Regions from separate parts of the Ovis aries genome. Here region 2 is linked to region 1. A link is a contact called in public Hi-C data. All regions are on one chromosome and are shown on one strand. The core of a region is the stretch at or near the end of the contact, and the rest is flanking DNA. Distances in the headings are between cores, read along the strand shown. Region 1 overlaps NHEJ1 (non-homologous end joining factor 1). Region 2 holds the start of NHEJ1 (non-homologous end joining factor 1).

What was found. Hi-C and Micro-C count contacts between places; a contact is called where the count stands out from the background.
Region 2: a Hi-C map of liver shows a contact between it and region 1, with 2.0 times the contacts expected there. The contact joins the promoter of NHEJ1 here to the enhancer-like site in region 1. A contact is called at or near these places in 2 of 16 Hi-C or Micro-C datasets (liver and mixed tissues).

Annotation. Positions count from the first base shown.
Region 1 is chr2:221,066,210-221,073,509 of ARS-UI_Ramb_v3.0, forward strand. The region is part of intron 5 of NHEJ1 (non-homologous end joining factor 1); the gene reads right to left. Among named protein-coding and RNA genes, the nearest start is that of NHEJ1, 45 kb to the right of the region's middle. Within about 2 kb of position 5,637, at least 8 of the 54 cell types and tissues checked have an H3K27ac peak or open chromatin away from gene starts, as enhancers often do. A contact at or near this core is called in liver, where this site is marked.
Region 2 is chr2:221,111,472-221,118,647 of ARS-UI_Ramb_v3.0, forward strand. It overlaps NHEJ1 (non-homologous end joining factor 1), which reads right to left and starts at 3,050. Exons shown (of 8, transcript XM_012146435.4): 1 at 2,971-3,050. It overlaps SLC23A3 (solute carrier family 23 member 3), which reads right to left. Exons shown (of 12, transcript XM_042244257.2): 8 at 7,048-7,176; 9 at 6,444-6,549; 10 at 5,968-6,135; 11 at 4,844-4,939; 12 at 3,915-4,749. The coding sequence ends at 4,463.

The sequences.
Region 1 (7,300 bases), core at 4,387-6,886:
CCAGTGGAACAACCTAAATGGACTTGGATTGAGTCTTGGCTCCGCTGCTTACTTGCTATGTAACCTTGGGACATTTGGGGACCCCAGCTTCCTCATCTATAAAATAGAGGTGGTAATATAAAAACACTGCCCTAATTTGTGAACTACACAAAGACCACAACCAAAAGACAATGTGAGCGTAAGCACTTTGCCAACTATAAATACCACACAGATATCAATCATTCTTTTTATTCATTCTATTCCAGCTAACTGTGCAGCTTTATGCTCAAACTAGCCAATAAACTGCAGTCTCTCTAAGAGCAAAGTCAAGGGTCAGAAGGGAGAGCCTAAGCTTCTTCTGGACTTGTTTAAAAGCCTCCTAAAGGCATATACCTACAGGCTTCCCAGGTACAGGAGATGTAACAGACTTGAATTCACTGGGTCGGGAAGATCCCCTGGAGGAGGAATTGGCAACCCACTCCACTATTCTTGCCTGGAGAATTCCATGGACAGAGGAGCCTGATGGGCTACAGTCCATGGGGTCTCAAAGAGTCAGACATGACTGAGCAACCAACACAACAACAAAGGCACATATCTAATCCTTCCCTTGCTACAGGAGGACAAGGAGGTCAGCTTGCTGAAATAGCCCCCCAAAGCCACACTCTCAGCCACAAAACATCTAGATAAGCAGGAGGAGAAAGGACTCATCAATATTATTTCCCTGAAAGCTGATCTCTGACAAACTAAGGTTTTTCAGGAACAAACATCACAGATGCAGGGTAACTTAGTTCTGTTCCAAACCTCTGATGCCCTTTTTACACTTTCCTTTACACTTGTGACTTTTCATGACCAATGCTGCTGCTCCTGCTGCTAAGTCGCTTCAGTCGTGTCCAACTCTGTGCGACCCCATAGACGGCAGCCCACGAGGCTCCACTGTCTCTGGGATTCTCCAGGCAAGAACACTGGAGTGGGTTGCCATTTCCTTCTCCAATGCCTGAAAGTGAAGTCGCTCAGTCGTGTCCGACTCCTAGCGACCCCATGGACTGCAGCCTTCCAGGCTCCTCCGTCCATGGGGTTTGCCAGGCAAGAGTACTGGAGTGGGTTGCCATTGCCTTCTCTATCATGACCAATAAGAATACACAAAAAATGCCTGGATCCAATCTCTACATAAGGCATGACAACACCTTTCCCTCTAGTTCTGCCACGGAGAAGCAGAACTCTGAAAGTATTTCAACTTTGAACAATACATGAATAGATTTTGCTGAAATTAACCACCAGTTTTATAGACAGCTCCTGTGCCTTTATGTAGCACACTATTTGTACTGTTTACACTCCACGCCTTAAAAGCACGGAGCAAACCAGTATCTATCACTTACGGCAAGTGAGAAAGGCAGTGATGAAATGGAAGTCCTTTACCTCCTCCGTGCTAAGCAAACACGTCACTGGTATCTTTCGACTCTGCTTCTCTTGTTCAATGTTTTACCTTAATATATTACAGTTTATATTGTTAAACGACTGTCATAAAACATAAACAATGTACAGCACAACCATGTCAGCAATTCAGGAGGAATTTCCAACGCTGCAGTCTCTGTGGTCACAGGACAGGAAGATGACTTGCATTTGGTAGACCAAACACGTGCTAAGGGAGAGACTCCAAACAAATTGGGGAGGGGGAGACAGGAAAGAAAAGAAGAGAGTGGGGAAGTTACACTCTATGTGGGGAATCAGTTTCCCTGGATTGTGACCCAAGAAGTGATTTTAAGATGGAATCATTGTGAATTTCTATAACACTCTGGTTTTACCCTTCTGCAGGGACACAGAGAATGCCCCCAGGTTCAGCCACTCAGGGCCTCTAAGAGCTTGTGTTATTCTTTTGTCAAAAAGAGTCCTTTCTTTACTCCAGCCCCATCCTTTCCATGAGCAAAGGACTCCCCCCGCCCATGTAAGTTTTAGTTCCATCTTCTGTGAACACAGAAGAATCTAAGCTAGCTAAACTAGCAGATCTTCTCTGTAGGGGCCTAAGATTCCTCATCTGTTAAGCTATAGCCAGAAATGATAGCATTTTCAAGAATTCCCTAGTTCCAGAAAAACAGAACTAGGCATTACCATAATTATGAGTGTCACCCATTTAATACTCCAAAAAATCCATCTTCACTCTAAGTGCCAGTGTCCCAGGAGAAGCCTGAACAGAACATGCCAGTCTGTTACTCTTCAAGAGCCTCCTGCCTCAATGTTCTCATCCAAATTAAAACCAGTGCTTCAGACAGAGGGGGTGTCTTGGCTCAGAACACGGTGCAGGAGCTGAAAACAAGATCTTCAAAAGCAAACTATTCTTAAGGAGAAATTCACAGCTAAGTAAATCTCCAAGAAAATAATAAAGGTCACAGTAGGACAAATGATTATTATCCAGCAATTAGAAGTGACATGTCCAGAGGAAGACAAGTACATGATATCACTTCTATGTGGAACCTAAAAAAAAAGGGTACAAATGAACTTATCTTCTTTATATTCTTTAGGTACAAAACAGAAATAGGGTGACAGATATAGAAAACAAACTTGAGGTTGTTGTTCAGTCATCATGTCTGACTGTTTGTGACCACATGGACCGTAGCACACCAGGTTTGCCTGTCCTTCACTATATCCCAGAGTTTGCTCAAACTCATATCCATTGAGTCGGTGATGCCATCCAACCACATCATCCTCTGTCATCCCCTTCTCTTCCTGCCTTCAATCTCTCCCAGCATCAGGGTCTTTTCTAATGAGTCAGTTCTTTGCATCAGGTGGCCAAAGAATTGGAGCTTCAGCTTCAGCATCAGTCCTTCCAATGAATATTCAGGGTTGATTTCCTTTAGGATGGACTAGTCTGATCTCCTTGCTGTCCAAAGGACTCTCAAGAATCCTCTCCAGCACCGCAATTCAAAAGCATCAATTCTTCAATGCTCAGCCTTCTTTACAGTCCAAATAACCAGGGGATAAGAGGAAGCGAGGGATATATAGGGAGATTCAGATTGACATACACGTACTACTATATATAAAACAGACAACTAATAAGAACCTACTACATAGCACAAGGAACTCTACTCAATACTCTGTAAACAGTATATAGAGTATACCCTATATACTCTAAAAAAGACTGGATATATGTATAACTGATTCACTGTGCTGTACACCTGAAACTAACACAACACCGTGAATCAACTAGACTCCAATAATTTTTTTTTTAACTGACATGTTCAGAGATGCTTGATGAGGGGGTCTCTTAACCCTACCCACAGCACAGCGTCATCTGTGAGAACCTCTCGATCCCCTCCCAGACTAAATTCAGGCTGTCCAAATTCAACAGAATGCAGCCCCACTGAGGACATGCAGTTGAACAATGGTTGTTTCCGTGATCTTCTGCTCTCTCCTAGCCAAACTGGGAGACTGACTTCTCAGGGCTGTCCCGCAGCAGATCATGTTCAGTTCAGTTCAGTTCTGTTGCTCAGTGGTGTCCGACTCTTTGAGACCCCATGGACTGCAGCATGCCAGGCTTCCCTGTCCATCGCCAGCTACCAGAGCTTGCTCAAACTCATTTATCAGGGCAGACCATGTATCAGGGCTGATTTCCACTGAGAAGGCCTTCACCTGACTAAGCCAGCAAAATGTCTTTCTGGGAGCCTTCAGGACAAAAGGGCACTTTTAATATCAAAGATGATAGCTCCAAAAATGCTCCGAGGGCTATAAGAGGTAATGCTTTTTCAGCCCTAAGAATTACGGATGAAGCTAGGGTTCCCAGAAACACTCTGATGTAGCTCAACAGTAAGGACAAGCAGGGGACCCTCACACAAGGCCTAGATAAGGCTGGGAGCAAAGTGAAAGCACAAAGAAGGGACTCACAGACCTGGAGAGCATTTCCACACACAAGTGCATATCTCTTCCCTAGCTGAGGCTCAGACACTGCAGGAGCTTTTGACTGGGTAAGAACTGTGTCTGTAACCCAGAAACAACTAAATTTCAAGCACATGAGGAAAGATCCTTCCCCCTGTAATCTCTGAAGCCCCTAGAGAAGTAAATAAGGAAACATTGCTCCCGGGTACCAGTGAGGGCTGCCCACTCACCAGCCCTAGGAAATGTCTGAACAGAGTCTTATTCAAGCCAAGGGAAAGCGCTGTTAAAATACACAAAACTCCTTTGACTAATGTGAGAGGGGGAAAGAGCCTCTATAATTAACAGAAACTGTCACAGGCATTGGGGGCTCCGACGTGTTCAACGCAAACCACTTGAAAAGACCCGGTCTTCTAGGAGAAGGCTGGGGTTTGTGAGTGGGGATCCAACAGGCTAGGGACAGCTTTTCCAAAAGAATCCACCATATTAAAAAGAAGAAGGAAAAAGGAGAAGAAAAAAACTGGGGGTTGGGGGGGGGGTGGAGAAAAGAAAAACCCAAACCTCAGCTGAATATTTTTCCACCACTGGAACTAAAAAGCTGAACAGAAGAAAAAAAGTCCAAATACAACCAGTTTTCAATCAGGGCCTAATTAGAAAGAAAAGTGGCAGTGCTATTATTACAGATCTGGGGAGGAAGAAATGCAGTCAATGACTTTCGTTTGGGCTGAGCCATCCACTTGAAAGCTGTGATGATTAGAGGGACAATTTATGGTGAGAGATGCTGAGGGGGAAGAGAGCAATGGAAGAAGGGGCTGACTGCTCATGCCAATCAGGAGCCAAAGCACATAGTCAAAAACATTTATTGATCACTTGAAATTTGTAAAGCATCACATGAAGGGCTGTACAAATAAAGAGAAAGGAATAAAGAAGAATAAAGATCGTAACAGATGTAGCTCTGACCTGAAGAGGCTTATAAACACTACCCCTGCATAAGCACCTACCTCCTAACCCTCAGCCACTATATACACATGCACACGTCTTCAGAGAAAATTTAACCTTGACTTCTTTCACACACAAAGTCCACTCTGACTGCTCATGTGGCCTGACTCTGCATTGCTCCCAGCTCCCTCCTCATTTCCATACATGAGACACAGAGACATCATGAGGAAAAGAGGCCGTCATCCAATATAATTCCTGAAAGAAGCAATCTGGATTTGCCTGAGCCCTCAAAAGAAGCCTGTCAAGGTCTACACCCTGGCTCAGACAGGCCAAGATCTTACATCAAGATGGGTAACTTCACAAGGGCTGAAAGAGTATTTTCTGCTTTCTTTATGATCCTGAAGGAATCAGGTCCGTTTTCTAGGTAAAAGTCATACACATGAGAACAAGCAGAAGGGAACTCGGGATGGGCACCCTGATATACACATGGCTATAGAAAGGAATGCGGCAGCCAGTTCCATTCCGTATTTGCAATAGAACAAAGCAGTTTGATTGGTGGAAGCATGAAGGACTTTCTTCCCTTGCTCTGGGGTACCCTCTTCTTTGTTGATTTAGCTCAGGCAACTTGGAGGAGGGACAGGAAGGGCTACGCAAACATGTCACAGCCTGCAGTGAATAGGGCCAACAGAAAGGAGAGGCAAAGAACAGAGCTGAGAGGAGAGGAAAAGAGGAGAGGCCTCTCTTCCCATCCCACAACCTGGGCTCCATCCAACACAAAGTTAATTCCTAACCTCGGCTCACCACCCTGCCCACTGCTTGCATGATTTATCCCCCTATCTGCCTGCATCGCCTTTACAAGCCTCCCAGCCCTGCACACCATTATAAAAGCTGTCTGTGCTGCTGGCTCGACCTGGCCTGGCCCAGGCTCCTGCCACTGTAACCCTTCCCCACCCCTACATTTTACAAGCCTTCCGCCATCATGGAAATCTGAAATCCCACGAAAGAACAGTAAACATCGCAGGGAAAAGAAAATACCTAGCCAGGCCACTCTGGACAGCAGAGTCACAAATGGACCGATGTCTCTAAGCCAGAGGAGAAGGCCCTGAGGCAACAACGGTACAGTGCGCTGCCTTCTTGCCTGAGCTCAGCTGGATAATAACAAAGAGATGCACACATACATGGGCCAGTCCTTTATGGGCACAGCCAAGCGTCCCGGTGCCCTGGGAATTCCCAGGCTGGAAGAATCAGCCAGGATGTCAGGGAAACTCACAAGTAAACACAGGTGTCAGGTTTAGAGAACCACGTGGAAATGTGAAGTTTTAAATAACGGAAAGAGACTAAACATTTTTCAGACCACAAACTAAGTCAGGAGCAGCTCTGTCACCTGCTTATATGGGCTCCTTAGGGAGGCAGCATGGTACAGCGGAAAGAGCATGGGTTCAGATTTAGCTGACTTGCTTTGAAAGCTGGCTTCATCCCTTATTTATTAGCTAAGTGACTTCAGGAAGCTTATACTCTCTGAATCTCAGTTTCACTCTCTATACCATGAGAAATACCAACTCATAAAAAGGTGGCGAAGAGTTCCAGCAAGATTTATAGGCAGAGGGCCTAGCACTCAGAGGTACCCCCCAAAATGGTACCTATTATGATTCCTGGGGATGTTAGATATCCTAAAATGGGGGGAGTGTCTATTGCTTCCTCATGCAAATTTTAGCCTGCTTAACAAATTTCCCCTTTGTTCTAAGAAAACTATCTCTTTCTAAACCAGATTCCACCAGTTCATCTGCTGGCCAGAGAATGAGCCAAAAGGGAGGCCCCTGGAGGAGCATCTTCCCTACCCACTGGGTTGAGTACCCTTTTCATCACTCTGAACTCATATGACCCAGGTCTGCCTCTGATCCTCACACTAGGCCCCCCATTGGCTCCTCTGGCCCCAGTTCATAAGGCTCTTCTTCCTTTTTCACATGCCTCAAGAGAACCTGCCAGCAGCTGCTAGATTCCATTCTGTTCGAGAATGCCCACCTGCCCTATTACAGCAGAGTCTAAGCCAGATGTCAGGGTTCACACCTTCCCCAGCTAACTGAGTGGAGAAACTGGACACTCAAGAATTCCCCGTGAATCTCTTGAGTTCCAAAACGCTTTGCCAATGAGGCTGAGTGCTCCCCAGAGCTCTGTTATTCACTTGGGGGTAGGCAGTGGGGACATGGAGGGGGAGGGCGGGGGAGGGCAGGGAGAGAAGAGAGCCTTGATTCAGGGGCCAGACTGAGTCCGCCACAGGCCAGGCTCCGCTGAGGTTTCTCGGGTGAAACACGCCTCTGTGATGGCTGTGCCTGTGAAGCGCATGGAAATGCCCATAAAGCCGTATCAAACCCTGCGCAGAGAAGGACAGGGATATATATAGAACCAGGAACCAAAGGGCCCACAGGGGATTCGGGCGGACAGCTCCGCCCAGCCCTTAAGCCCGCCCCAGGGAAGCGGGGAGGCCCAAGGAACAAGCTCAAGGAATGAAGGCTGGAGA
Region 2 (7,176 bases), core at 1,800-4,299, 43 kb after region 1:
CCTCATATTAAATTCCTAGAGGATGTAAAATATCTCCTTCTTCAATGGCATTTAAGCCTCAATAAACGGGTACTAGAATTTCTGCTTTCCAATGGTAAAACTGTGGAAACCTACACCATTTTAACCCACAGGAAAAATGATCAAACTGCCTGTAAAGTAGCCATAGTTACTGAACATCTGTTAGGTTGAGGCTACACATTTAGTTATTGAAGTGGAAAGGTTGGCTTCCAGGATGTTCAGCAGGGCATGATATCATTGATGGCAGTGATAAAGATCGCATCTTTATCACATTCCTAATAAATGTCAGTGCTATCCTTTCCCAGAATTCCTAAAAGAGAAGAAATTGTTCTTTTTTATAAAACATCGTAAGTGTCATAAGCAGGAAACTCGAATTATTTGATCATTATCTAAAAACAAAACTCTGGAAGCTCTCAGAATTTTAAATATGTGTGTGTGTGTGTGTGTGTGTGTGTTTAGTTGCTCAGTCGTGTCTGACTCTTCGACCCTATGGACTGACTATAGCCTGCCAGGCTCCTCTGTCAGTGGGGATTCTCCAAGCAAGAATACTAGAGGTGTGTATATTCACTAAACATATATCTATATATTACATAAATTACTATATGCATATATATACACTTATATGTCCTCTAAATACATTTTTCCCTAAATATAGATACATTCTCAGGGATTCTTAATCTAGAGTCAATGCATGTAAGTTCTCTGGAATTATACGTGAACTTTGTGCATACATGCATATACCCATTTGGAGGGAAGAGGTCCACAGTTATGGTCAAATAAAGAGCTAATAACTCCATGTCCAGAAGCAAAGAGAAAAGCCCCAACTCCATTTCAAAAAGACCCTGAATGACTAAGAAGTCAATATAAGATACAGAACATAGCAAAAGTAGAGACCATGAAATAACTCCACTTCCCTCATCGCCTACCTCCCTACCCAAGGCACTGCCATCAATATCATGCCCTGCTGAACATCCTGGAAGCCAGCCTTTCCGCTTCAATAACTAAATGTGTAGCCTCAACCTAACAGATGTTCAGTAACTGTGGCTACTTTACAGGCAGTTTGATCATTTTTCCTGTGGGTTAAAAAAAAAGTGATATAATGAAAGTCTATAAATACAAACTGAAGTTGGGGGAGGCAGATCTTTAAGAATATAAAGAAAACAATGAAAATCCTTGGATTTCATTAATATGGTTAACATGGCTCCATTCTTCCAGTCATTTTCATCTCAATCTAAGCCATTATTCTTCCAACCATAACCTAGTGCAGCCTTGTAACATAATTTGTACAGTCACTAGGCAGGTGAAATAGAAATGCATATATTGTGACTTTTATCTGCAGCCTCAAAACCTTCTGTCTGGAGGATGGTATTTCAGTCACAGTTCCCCTGCTATTCCTACTCAGAGGGGAAGATCTGGGAATGATGAAGCCAGTCCTCACCAGACCAGAGTCCCACTTTGCCCAAGATCACAAACCTCAAGTATGTCACAAACAGCAAGTCACCAAGCCCTTCTCTCCTTTCTAGACACACCCCAGTGTGCATTCTCAGTCATCAAAATTGGGCTGATTATCTGAGCCTGTCAGTCATCAAAATTGGGCTGATTATCTGAGCCTGTCACTTTAGAAAGCCTGGATGCTCAAGACCCTCACACTGTATGGTGTTTTGTGGGTGGGGGAGGAGTTTAAAATGCAGCTGGGGGGGTCAAAAAGCCCCCCAAAAAGGTTTGAGAAATTCAGCACCACACCTAGAGTAAGCTGCTCTCACCACACACGTCCAGTTCTGAGATCTATATCTCAGCTTTTTCTTATTTCCTTCCAGGATGACTTCACATTAACCAGATTCACCCGTTTATTTTTCTTTTCTTTTCTTCTAATAATTTTTTATTGAAGTATAGCTGATTTACAATATTATATTAGCTTCAAGTGTGGTGGTGGTGGTTTAGTTGCTAAGTCGTGTCCAACTCTTGCGACCCCAGGGTCTGTAGCCTGCCAGGCTCCTCTGTCCACGGGATTCTCCAGGCAAGAATACTGGAGTGGGTTGCTATTTCCTTCTCCAGGGGATCCTCCCGACCCAGGAGTCGAACCCGGGTCTCCAGCATTGCAGGTAGATTCTTTACCTACTGAGCTATGCTGCTGCTGCTAAGTCGCTTCAGTCCTGCCCGACTCTGTGCGACCCCATAGACGGCAGCCCACCAGGCTCCCCCGTCCCTGGGATTCTCCAGGCAAGAACACTGGAGTGGGTTGCCATTTCCTTCTCAAAAGTGAAAGTGAAGTCGCTCAGTCGTGTCACTGAGCTTTGAGGGAAGTCAAATGTACACCTGTTACAATTACTGAATGAAGGGAGGGGAAGTGTGGAGGGCCAACAGCGGAGTGCCAACAGCGGAGTGGGGTTGCCTAAAGCGAGTCGGGATGAGCCCTCTAGGCGCAGTTCCTCCGCCATCCTGCAGAGGACAGCAGAACGCCAAAGACTGTCCGGGCTAGACTCTGCCCCGCCTCATCCCTCTGGGAGAGGGCGGACCCTCCCTCCCTTTACCACAGCCCCACCCCAGGAGCCCCGCCTGGTGGCAGCCAGTTTCCATTCGCCCTCGCGAGAAAGGCCTTCCAGTCCGTGTTTCTATTTTTACAGAGCCGGCTGCTTGAGGCGCGGCTCCGGACTCCCCAAGCGGCAACAAGGCCAAAAACCGGCTGCTTCATCGCAGCAAGTTGCCGGCTGGGAGTACCTCCACAAACCCCGCCCCGCGGCCGGGAGGCGAGCTGCGCACGCGCGGCCCCTGCCACCACCACCCCCGCCCATCCCCGGAGGCCTGGCCCAGAACCTTGGCCGCGCGCGGGTCCCTCCTGGCAGGACACTTGGGGGGAGGAGGCGCTATTGCCAGGACCAGCCCGCAGGGCCCGAGATGTCTTTCGCTGCCTAGCCCTGGCCCTGGCCCGGATTACAGCTCGACCCCACCTACCGTGAGCGGCCGAGAGAGCTCTCACCCTCCCCGCGGCAGGCTGGCCCGCCCGCGCCAACGAAAAGGCCTAGAGTAGAAGCATTTCCCACCCCCACTACAGGGAGGTGGGGTCTTGGGACACTGGGGCGGAGCCCAGGCCTGATGTGGGCGGGGCATCTGGGCCCCGGGAGCTGATAACTGGAGTGCTCGGAGCCGGAGGGCTACCGGGGCCCTGGTAGGTGGGTAGAAGGAAAAAGGCGCACTTTAGAGTTGCCCTGCGTCCCTGGAGGCTCAGATAGTAAAGAATTCGCCTGCAATGCGGGATACCAGGGTTGGGAAGATGCATCCCCTGGAGGAGGGCATGGCAACCGACTCCTGTATCCTTGCCTGGAGAATCCCCATGGACAGAGGAGCCTGGCTGGATACAATCCATAGAGTCGCAAAGAATCGGACACGACTAAGCAACTAAGCTCAGCACAGCAGAGTTGCCCTGGCAGAGTAGAAAGAATGCCAGACGAAATGCAGGAAGAAGGACCACGAATTTGAATTTGTTGAAAAACCGAAAGTCAAATTTCCCTACCCTACGTGTCTTTTTTGTTGTTTTATTTTTAAATAAAATGAGGGGATTGAACGTCACTAGATATTCTCTCTTGGGTCCCACCAGCACTCTGGTTGTTTAAGAGATGAGTCTCCCAGGCATACCTCCCCTGGTCTGACCTTGTCTTGTACCTTCCTGCCTGCTTTCTCCCTCCATCCACCACCATACGTATGCTCCATCACCAATCCAACTCATCTTGTACCTTGTGTAACTTACAGTTTTGCTCCATCTGGACACCCAAGTCTGAAAAATTCTCATCCATGTTCCACAACCCAAAGTCCTCTTGTTAAGGCCAGCCCCAGTGCTGCTTCTATGTAAAGTCTTTCCCACTATCCCCAATCAGAATTCATTGTTTCTTACTCTTTGCTCCCATAGCATTCTTTTAATCTTTATTGAAGACTGACTTCCACTTTGGATTTTAGTTAGTAATTACATGTTTTTTATTGTTGTTGTTTTTTTGATGTACCACAAAGCTTACTGGATCTTAGTAGTTCCCCAACCAGGGATGGAATCCACACCCTTTGCACTGGAAGCTTGGACTTCCAGGGAAGTCCAGTAATTACATGTCTTTTTAAATCATAAGTATTTGAGAGGGGAGGGACCCTGTCTTATCCATATCTATATTTCCAGGACCTTACACATAGGAGATAATAAATATCAGTTAAGTGAATGCTAGGGTTCGAGTATAGATCATTCACAGGCAAAATATCACTCATTCATTCACAGCCCCTGCTCTGGAACAGGCCTAACTAAGAAAGGAAAAGGCAAACACACCTATTGGGAAGTGAGATTTTTGGGGGGCCCATGTGAGATACACACACACATCCTCTCCCCGGGAAAAAGTGGAGCCTGTGATCTGGTTCTTCAGCAAGCTGGGAGTTAGGACTAAACTAACTAGAGTAGGAGTCCTGGTAATTACTGGGACTGTCCTCTGCTAGGCTGAGGGCACTGGTCCCCAAAGTCAGGCAGCAAGTCAGCTGTCTCTCTGGGCTCAGCGGGCCCTCTTTCCTCATTCCCAGAGTCTTGGGGCAGCGGGCAGAGGCAACGGAGGGGTTGGGGAATGCAGGGACACAGGTTTTGGATGGAGAAAGGAAGCTCGTACTCTTTATCTGCCTTCTCCCTGGACTTCTGAGGCATCCGAGCCTTTCGGGCAGTAAAAGGAGGTGGCAGCCCTTGCCCTAGGCCTCTCTCAAGCCGTGTGCCTGCAAAAGACAGAGTGGTCAGGACATTGCCCAACCCAGGGAGTGATGACTTTCTGGCCACTCCCCAGTCTGCTGGGGCCTGGCCTCAACTTACCAGAAATGGTGTTCTCTAGGAGGAAGCCCAAGAGTCCCGCCAGGAAGATGGGCTCTGTGAGCAATGAGCGCAGTAGCACATCCAAGGGGCTCCAGCCTACAAGGAGTTGGGACCAGGCAGGAGGGGGACTCTGACACTATGCAAAACCAAGGGCCTAATACTTCCAACCTAAGCTTAAGTACTGGATGGAGGGCATATCTTTCTGAATTGTTCTATCTCTCCCTCCCCACTTTGTCCCTCTGCTCTCTATTTCCCACACCCAGACCCTTCCCACAGGACCCCTGCTTAACACCCTGTCTTCTGGGCATCCACATGCCCTTCAGATATGCTTTGATCATTCCAGGCTCCCTGTCTTTGGAAAGTTTGGTATTAAAATCCCCAACCTTATTTCCTCCTTCTCACCTTTTATGCTCTAGCCTGAGTGCCTCAACCTCAGTACTACTGACATTTGGACCAGATAATTCTCTGTTTGAGAGAGGCTGTTCTGGGCACTATAGAATGTTTAACAGCATCTTTCTACCCATTAAATGCAAATAACCTCTAAATGCAAGTAACCTCTCCCCTGCTTGTAACAACCAAAAATGTCTCCAGACACTGCCAAATGTTCTCTGTGGGATAAAATCGTCCTCAGTTAAAATCACTGCTGTTTGCTAAGCTGAGCTAACAAACTAAGTTATTTGCTGCTCCGGGAGCATATGCTATGACTTCCTATTTCAGCATTGTTTACTGTGGTTCCTCTGCCAGGAATGACCTTCTTACCAAATACGTTTCAATCTTACCATCCTTTGAGACCAGCTCAATGTTACTTTCTCCATAAAAGTTATCGGGATCATCTCCAACAGAAGCCATCTCTCTCACTGCAGAGCATCACAGCTCTTTATCTGAGCCTTTCTAGTTGCATTTCTACACATCTTATCTCTTTCACTAGACTGTAAATCTATAGGCACCTTTGTATCCCAGGGAAGCTAGCATGGTGTTCAGTAAATATTTGCTAAACAAATGGACAGACTATTTATCCCCAAGCCCAGAGAAGGGTGTGGGGCCTGGAGTCCAGAGAAACTCAATCCTTGAGCCCTTGCTTGCCCACTGCCAGGCAACTACTCTTTCCCTCCCCTTCCTCCCACCTGTGCTCAGTAGGACTGGCGCTTCCCGAAACCACCTCGGCAGCAACAGGGCCGTGAAGATGGAGAAGCCAACAATGAAGACATTCCGCCCAGAGTCAATGTCAGCCAAGTGGAAGCTGGAGAATCCACTAGACAGAACCATTGCCTGGGTCACTCCCAGCATCCCACCTGTGCCGTACGGAAGTAATCAAAGAGGTTGGGAGAGGGCTGGCACAGCAGAGTACTTACTATAGGGCGGGGCAGGTTGTGATGGGCAGAGACCACCAAAAAGCCCAGGGGCCCAGGAGCCCAGTCAGGAAGCCAAGATGTGGCTGAGAAAATTCGGGCAGCTGCCACATACTCACAGCCACATACTAGGGAGGCTTCTCAGAAAGAAAGGGTATCGACCACAAGCAACCACTTGGGCCCTGCTGAGGGATCCTGGTTCAATACTAGTGCTACTGAGACACCCGCTCACCAAGCACAGGCCCACTCACCAAGCATAGGCAGCGGGATGGTGGTGAGGAGCTGGGCTAGCCTCGGGGAGAGCCCCAGCGCCACGCAGAACAGCCCCACCAAGTGGGCCACTCGCCGAGGTCCAGCCTACGTGATGAAGAGACACTGGAACACACCTCGACCACTCAAGCTTTTTGCTTGGCCAACCCCATCTCATCCTTTGGATCCCAACTTAAATGTTACTCTCCCAAGAAGCATCCTAAAGGGATTGCTCTTACTCAACCCCCTTCCCATCCCCTGCTTTGTTTTCTTAATAGCACTTGTCACTTTTGGAAAGTATCTTATTTGCTTTTCTCCTAACACGTCTGCCTCTCTCTCTCTTAAGTCCTCAAGAGAACAGGGATTTCATCTGACTCCTTCCTCTCTAGAACCTCAGCCCTGGTACAGAAGGAGCCTGAGGCACAGAAGGAGCTCAGCAGTGACTTAGTGTCTCCCTCACACTCCTAGTCCCCACCACTTCTAGGCACCTCTCTCAATGAGACGGCCACTGTGAAGAGCCCGACAGAGGGCTGGGCGCAGCAAGCCGTCAGTTCCCTTCCCTCTCTTGCACCTCCGGTTCCTCTCCCCACACCCCTGTTCACATACCTGGAGAAGACCCACCGTGCCCACGTTGGGGAAACTGGATGCAGTGCCCATGGGGCTTCCCAACAGCCCAGCCAGCACACTGCCCAGTCCCTCCAGGCTCAGCCCTCGGCTACAGGCATGCGGAGGTGG